Linked DNA regions of Mus musculus: region 1 is linked to region 2. A link is a contact called in public HiChIP or PLAC-seq data. All regions are on one chromosome and are shown on one strand. The core of a region is the stretch at or near the end of the contact, and the rest is flanking DNA. Distances in the headings are between cores, read along the strand shown.

Region 1 (4,155 bases), core at 1,086-3,585, 220 kb after region 2:
AAGGTGGCACTGAGGGTTGTGGGGACAGAAGGCTACAACTCATGTGCCACAGGTCAAACTGGTCAGATTTGAGCTTTCTCAGGGAAAGAAGCAATCTGCCTTTTGAGATGAGATGTCTAAGCAGGAAGGATGGTGTGTGGGCCTCCTTCTATATTCTGAGACTGTCCAGGGCACTCCCCCTAAACGTCTCTTGCCCTTGTCAGTGAGTGAGAGAAGGGTGTTGGAATGTGTGATGTTGGATGCTAAGCCCTGCCCAGGAGTCCTGTGCCCCACTCTAGACTGTCCCAGTGCAGAGGACACTGGTAGGGTTTATATGGTGGAAGTACTTTGGTGGGTCAGGGCCAAGATGTACTACACATATCACACCGTGCAACAGATCTCACGCAAGAGATTTACTGAGGGGTGGGGAGCAAAAGGCCACCTCAGAGTGAGGACAAGACAGACAGACAGACTGAGAGACAGGCAGAGAAACAGAGAAAGAGACAGAGTGAGGGCTACCTATGATGGCAGCGGGGGGTGGGGGAAGGCGGAGGGGCGTTTAAAGATATGCGTACCACATTTGGCATGGCTCTGAGGCGCTGAAGGCAGGCAGGCCAACGCTGACACAGTACCTGTTCTGGGATCTGCAGGCCAGACAGTGCTCAGACAGATGCTGTCTAGGCCAGTAAGATCTAGATAACTAGGCTCATAGCCAGCGGACAGAGATTCTGACACCCAGCTTAGCTGAGGAAGCTCGGTGAACCATGGAGTGAGGTCTGTCTCTTGGGAGAGCCCATCTTTCCTCATACACCAGCCTCTCCTCTCCTCATTTAGTCCCTCCATGCTCTCTCCTTTCTAGAGCTAAACGTCTCCCCTGGCAGCTCTTTCCTCTAGTTCAGTGGTTCTTAACATTCCTAATGCTTTGAGCCTTTAATACAGTTCTTCAGTTTGTAGTGACTGCCCCCCACCCAGCCATAAAATTATTTTCATTGCTACTTCATAACTGCAAATTTCGCTACTGTTATGAATTGTAATATAAATGTCTGCAGGCTGGCGAGATGGCTCAGTGGTTAAGAGCACTGACTGCTCTTCCAAAGGCCCTGAGTTCAAATCCCAACAACCACACGGTGGCTCACAACCACCCATAATGAGATCTGACACCCTCTTCTGGTGTGTCTGAAGACAGCTACAGTGTACTTATGTATAATAATAAATAAATCTTTGGCCTGGAGCGAGCAGGGACTGAGCAAGCAGAGTTGACTGGAGCGAGCAGAGGTCCTAAAATGTAATTCCCAACAACCACATGAAGGCTCACAACCATCTGTACAGCTACAGTATACTTGCATACATAAAATAAATAAATAAATCTTTTAAAAAAAATAATAAATGTCTGTGTTTTCTGATATCTGTGAAAGGATCATTTGACCCTCAGAGGGTTCCAACCGATGGGGCTGAGAATCCCTGCTCTACCCACCTCTGCATTTGGCTGGGGGAGGGAGGGATGCTGGCCTTGAACTTAGCAGTGGCCAAGAGGTGATGGTGACCTAGACGTCAGAGCCTTTTCCCTTCAAGGAGCCAGAGGCCAATGAGAGGGCTTAGCTCAAGATCACCTTCCCTCAGATAGGAAGAATTTCCCTCCCACCCCACCATGGTACCCCATTCTCCATGCCCTTACCCCCACAGAGAGGAAGAGGATTGGAAAACCGAGTCTGAACTCTATAAAGAAGACTGACAGAGAGACAGAAGGAACTTGGACCACTGCACCCAGCAGTTGGTGGGGCCTCTGGGAAGGACTCTACATTGCTTGTGAGGGCTCTACCACTCTTTGCTTCTCTGTAGCCCTTGACGTTTTCTTTTCTTCTTCTTCTTCTTCTTCTTCTTCTTCTTCTTCTTCTTCTTCTTCTTCTTCTTCTTCTTCTTCTTCTTCTTCTTCTTCTTCCTCCTCCTCCTCCTCCTCCTCCTCCTCCTCCTCCTCCTCCTCCTCCTCCTCCTCCTCCTCTTCTTCTTCTTCTTCTTCTTCTTCTTCTTCTTCTTCTTTTGCTTTTTTTGTTTTTTGTGTTTTGGCTTGGTTTGGTTTGGTTTGTTTTTTGTTTTTTCAAGACAGGGTTTCTCTGTATAGCCCTAGCTGTCCTGGAACTCACTCTGTAGACCAGGCTGGCCTCAAACTCAGAAATCCGCCTGCCTCTGCCTCCCAAGTGCTGGGATTAAAGACGTTCATCACCATGCCTGGCTTGACGCTTTTCAAAGACAGCCAGATCTCTAGTCATGGTGAATGCTTGCTTCCTGTCCCAGCCCTAACCCACAAAGGTGGGTATGGGAGTTCTCCAGAGAATGTCCTCTAAGAACTGTGGTATGTTTTAGCTGCCTCTGCCTCTGATCAAATTTCTAAGCTCTGTTCCCAGCCAGGCCCGGAACAGGGACACGTCATTAGGAGTCATTCCTCCCACCCTCAACTTTATTTTGCAAACAGCCAGCAGGTAGCTCAAGTTCCCACTCTGGAAGCCACAGGCTGCAGCCCAGCCCTTTCCTCTCCTGGAAGGAAAAATTGTATTCCAAGACTCATGAACCATGAATATTTACCCAAACCTCTAGCTTAAAGGAGAATCACTCAGAATGACTCCCCTTCCCCCATCACCACCTCCAACTTATCCTTCATCTTCTGGGTCATAGGTTGTTCCTGAGTTCTGGCTTAGATACCCTAAGTGACAATGTGGATTCACCAGGACAGGCCTGAGTATAAGGAGGGGTGGGGCAGAGAGGTACTGGTTCCTCTGTTACTGTGAAGTCGCCCTTGGACCTGCTGGGGGAAAGACAAGAGTGTGTGTTCAAAGCATAGTAGGCAGCAAATTTAGGCAGATCCAAGTAACCAGAGTGTCCTACTGATGGGACAAAGACACCAGAGTGTGAGGCAGGTCCCCTAACTAAACTCAGCAAGCCCTTCAGATCTTCCTCCACGACTGAGACCTGGAAAGTAGGAGCTGTCTTCACCAGATGCCTCAAGGGACAGTGTTCAAGCCCCCTAGCAGGACTATGGATTCTGGTCAGGTGGTAGAAGGCTTGCCTGGCATGCACAAAGCCCTGTCTTCCGTTCCCACTGTGGTTTAAACCTGATGTAGTGCTCCATGCCTGCCATTCTCACACTTGGGAGGCAGGAGAATTAGAAGCTCAAGGGCATTGCCAGCTACACGGTAAGTACAAGGCCAGCTGGGCTACATGAAACCCTGCCTCAAAAACCTATCCGTGGGCTAGAGAAATGGCTCATGGGTTAGTGTGTGTATTCTTCTTTTGGAGAACCAGGACATACTTTCCAGCATCCATATAGTGTGACTTACAACTGCCTGTAACTATGGCTCCAGGGGATCTGAACTCCTGTTCTCTGAGGACACTATATTCACAGGCACATACTGCCCCCCAAAACACACACACAGAGTCACACACACACATATGTAGTCATATACACACTCACAAATACACTCACATACATACATATACTCACACATGCACACACATATATATACACGTACACAGAGACAAGAGAAAGAGACAGAGAGACAGAGACAGAGACAGAGACAGAGACAGAGACAGAGACAGAGACAGAGGCAGAGAGAACAAAACAGATGGTCTTAGGGATTCAGCCCAGATTGGCTACGCCCATGCTGACTCTGCTATTAAAGGTCCCTGTTGTTTTAAAATATCAGGAATTGAAACCAAGTTCAGCAGGCAAGTTCTCTATCACCAATTTATAGCCCCATAACCTCTACTTTTTAGTATACATACTTTTTTATTTTGCAATCTTGCTTAAGTTGCCCAGGCTGGTTTTGAACTCATTCTACAATTTAGACAGGCCTTGAATTTGCAGTCTTCCTGCCTCAGGTTTATGAGTAGCTAGGATTACAGGTGCCTGCCACCAGGCCTGTCTTGTGTTCATTTTTACCCATCTTCTGACCACCTACATCCCAGGCCTGTGGGACTTGAAATAAATTCAATATCCTGAGTCCCTCCATTCTACTCAGTAAAACCCAGAACTACATTTTTAGTACAGTCTAACATGACTGTGGAAACACTCTCAGATCTCCTTCCCATGTTAAGCCCTCTTGCCAGGACCTGCCTCTCTCACAGCAAAATAAGCCTGACAAAAACAAAAAACCAACCCTCCCTGTTAGAACCTCCATTGTC
Region 2 (4,142 bases), core at 759-3,258:
GAACTTATAGAATGAATCTCTCTCCCCCCTCTCTGTCTATCTACTTTTCTCTATCTATCTATCTATCTATCTATCTATCTATCTATCTATCTATCTATCTATCTCATATATATACATATATATATGGAGAGAGAGAGAGAGAGAGAGAGAGGCTGTTGTCCAGCTAATCAAACAACAATTGACCATGAACATAAAGCCCAAGAATCCAGTGGTTGCTTGGTCCACAAGGCTGGATGTCTCAGCTGATCTCCTGTATCTGCCGGAATCCCGCAGAAGTAGGCGGCGCTAACGCCAGTGAAGGGATGGATGTGCTCGAGAGGCGAGGGTGAGCAGGCAAAGAACGAAAGCTTCCTATGTCGTCCTCTTCCATAGACTTCCAGCAGAGGGTGTGGCCCAGGTTAAAGGTATGTCTTCCCACCTCAAGATCCAGATCTCACCTCAAAGCTGGTCTAGAAGTAGATTCATCCACTACAAAACCAGCGGAGTCATCTCCCATAGGTATGTCCTCCACTTCTGGATGATTGCTCATTCCGGGTATCATCAAGTTGACAAACAGACATGGCTACTGCAAAGGGCAGGGTCGAGATGGATTAGAGGTACAGACGCTTGTCACTGAGCTGACGACCTAACGTCCTTCCCTGGGATCCGCAGTGATGGAAAGAGAGAGCTGATTCCTCACAATCGTCATCTCACCTCCAAACTCACTCCGTGGGGCAAAAATAAAAAACCAAATTAGATAAATGTATATATTTTTTATTTAAAATGGCAGGGGATGCCTTTAATCCTAGCACTTGGGAGGCAGAGGCAGGCGGATTTCTGAGTTTGAGGCCAGCCTGGTCTACAGAGTGAGTTCCAGGACAGCCAGGGCTACACAGAGAAACCCTGTCTCAAAAAACAAAAAACAAAACAAAACAAAACAAAAAGGCAGGGGATATAGCTCAGAGATAGAACACTTGGCTATTATTCATAATGCCTTTGATTTAATCCCCAGTCCCGAGAGACAAGACAAGACAAAGCAACCCGATGTCCTGCCACATACACCAATCTATCATCTTTAGTTTTGAAGCCTGAATGGGGCTCGAAGGTGAAAATCCAGGTGTTGTCAGAGCTGTATTTTTTTTAAAGACTTATTTATCTTATGTTCGTTGGTGTTTTGCCTACATGTATGTCCATATGAGGGTGTCAGATCCCCTGGAATTACAGACTGTTTCGAGCTGCCATGTGGGTGCTGGGAATTGAAACTGGAAGAGCAGCCAGTGTTCCTAACCACTGAGCCATCTCCTCAGCCTTGGGTCTTGTCTTTTTTTTTTTTTTTAAAGAGTTCAGGTAGAAGACATAGGTTTCTTCTTCTCTAACCTATCAAGATCCTCCTCACACCTGCAAGTAACGGAGACTCCAATTAACCGGGAGCTTATGGGATGCTGAGGATTTATATGCTAGGTGACAAGCAAGTACACCCCTCCCCCCACTAAATAAAAGTGTAATTTAAACAATTCAAAGACACACGTCTAGAGAGATGGCTCAGCCACTGAGAGCACTTGCTACTCTTGTAGAGGGCCAAGGTTTGGTTCCCAGTATCCACATGGCAGCTCACAATTGCCTGTACCTCCAGTTCCAGTGGATCTGATGCCCTCTTCTGGCTTTTAATGGCACCACATACACACACACAGTGAACAAAACATACATGCAAGCAAACGCTCATAACTAAATAAATCTTAGGAATATAAAAATGAAACAAGACAGAAAAACAAGCAAAGAAAACCCGTTCAGCTAAGGGGAAAGTTAAAGGCTCATATAACAAGATACCTGTCTGAGTCAGGGGTTCTCTTGCTGTGAAGAGACCCCATGACCATGGCAGCTCTCATGATGGAAAACATACTCTGGGCTGGCTTAGTTTCAGGGGTTTAGTTCATTATCATCATGGTGGGAAGCACAGCCGTGTGTAGGCAGACCTGGTGCTTGAGAGGAGGAGAGCATTCTATATCCAGATCCGAAGGCATCAGGAAGAGACCTTGAGCCACTAAGCCCCAGCTTGAGCTCCTCAGACCCGCCCCCTAGTGACGCGCATCCTCCAGCAAAGCCACACCCACTCCAACAAGGCCACACCTCTTTAGTGGCACTCCGTATGGGCCTATGTGGGCCATCTTCATTCAGACCACCACAGTAGCTAAAGGATATTTGCAGGAGGTGTAACTGAGGAGACCCAGCCTGAATGTTGCTCATGTCAGGTTTTGTGTGACAGCGAGGAGAAAAGTGACTAACACACGTCCTATTCCTGGTGGCTGAGGACAGCTGGTTACACGTAGCGTTTCCTTAGGACCACGCCCTGTCTCCAGTGCTGCAGGTGCTTGCTTGCTCTGCTGTGGGGGCTGCAGAGCGGGTTGAGTCATGTTAGCAGCATCCTTCCATTCTTCCTACCAGACATATGTTGTTGAAATTTTTTAATCCCAATCTGGGGTTTCTCTATCACCTTGATCATTCAGTTCCTGGATAAAAGACACACAACCTTTATATTTACAATAAGCCTTAATCAGCACAAGAGCTGGGCAGATACCTACCCTCTATGCTATTAGAATCTACCTTCCTATCAATAACCCCAAGTTATTATTTACTATGTTTCATCTATGCTGCTCTTAACTCCAATTGGTCAGCCCTCAGGTTCTCCCTCGAGAACCCATGGCTTCTCTCTCCCTCCTTCACCTTCTTCTCCCTCATGGTTTTCCTCAGACCCCCAGTCCTGGAATCCTAAACCCCACCTATGTCTCTTCTGTCCAACTATTGGTTGTCAGCATCTTTATTTACCAATGAGAAATAACTTGGGTGCAAAGTCACTGGGTCTACACTCAGACTTTCTCTCAGGGAACCAGGTCTTAGGGGCTTGCACTTAGCCCTACAATACACAGCAAAAGACCAAACCTCAAAAGACTTAGGCAATTCTCCCCATGTTTCTGGGAGATCAAACTGCCATGAAGGGAGAACCAGATGTGTGTGCTGGCCACGAGAGGCTCAAATGTCCATACTTGCACCCATTACTGGGACAAAACCAGTAGTAACCAGCAGACGTTGCTTGGATCTGGTGTTTCCAGGTTCCCAGACTTTTATTCAAGAAAACTAAAATAAAGGCAGAAACAAATTGCAAAGAAGCAAAGGAGTTTTATTTCAAAGCAAAGCAATAGTATAGACCAGAAACATCCTGTCAAGAGTGATAGGGGACACTATCTATCGATCGATTTATCTATCTATCTATCTATCTATCTATCTATCTATCTATCTATCTATCATCATCATCATCTATCATCTATCTATCTATCTACCATCTATCTATCTATCTATCTATCTATCTATCTATCTATCATCTATCTATCTATCTATCTATCTATCATCATCATCATCTATCTATCTATCTACTATCTATCTATCTATCTATCTATCTATCATCTATCTATCTATCTATCTATCTATCTATTATCTAACTATTCATCCATCTATTTATCCATCTATCTATCCATCTATCTATTATCTATCTACCTATCATCTATCTATCATCTATCTATTATCTATCTATCTATCTATCTATCTATCTATTATCTATCTATCTATCTATCTATCTATCTATCTATCTATCTATCTATCTATCTATCTTATATGTAAGTGTTTTGCCTTCATGCATGGATGTACACTACTTGCCTGCCCAGTTTCCTCATCAAATCCCTTGGGACTGGAGTTGCAGATGGTTGTGAGCCATCATGGTGCTGGGAACTGAACCCTGATCCTCTACTAGAACAGCAAGTGTGTTCAACCACTGAGCCATCGCTCCAGAACATCCCCCACCCCCATATTCTATCATTCCTGACTCTTCATGACATGGTTCCAAATGATCTTGATAAGAGTAAATGTGTGTGGAATCCTGGGGTCCAAGGCACCCTGAGGAGTGTCAACACTGACATTTTTTTGTGGCTCAAGTGTTGTGGATGAATTTATATTTGTTACCTACAATGAAGAAAACTGAGAATATCTATGAGATGCCCAAAGTTATTTAGTCTCTCTCTCTCTCTCCCTCCCTCTCTCTCTCTCTCTCTCTCTCTCTCTCTCTCTCTCTCACACACACACACACACACACACACCACATACCCCCACACACC

The links. HiChIP or PLAC-seq counts read pairs in DNA pulled down with a chosen protein or histone mark.
Region 1: a FOXA1 HiChIP or PLAC-seq map of pancreatic cancer cells shows a contact between it and region 2. The contact joins the enhancer-like site here to the promoter of C430042M11Rik in region 2. A contact is called at or near these places in 1 of 15 datasets of contacts at CTCF or cohesin (the NIH/3T3 cell line), 8 of 115 datasets of contacts at active chromatin or transcription factors (bone marrow-derived macrophages, embryonic limb bud, embryonic stem cells and 5 more) and 1 of 9 other capture datasets (liver).

Annotation. Positions count from the first base shown.
Region 1 is chr17:84,068,401-84,072,555 of GRCm38.p6, forward strand. The region is part of intron 1 of Gm35551 (a long non-coding RNA gene); the gene reads right to left. Among named protein-coding and RNA genes, the nearest start is that of 4933433H22Rik, 8.2 kb to the right of the region's middle. Within about 2 kb of position 2,336, at least 25 of the 459 cell types and tissues checked have an H3K27ac peak or open chromatin away from gene starts, as enhancers often do. A contact at or near this core is called in the NIH/3T3 cell line and pancreatic cancer cells, where this site is marked.
Region 2 is chr17:83,852,410-83,856,551 of GRCm38.p6, forward strand. C430042M11Rik (RIKEN cDNA C430042M11 gene) reads right to left here and starts at 2,009. Exons shown (of 2, transcript NR_155491.1): 1 at 1,807-2,009; 2 at 1-565.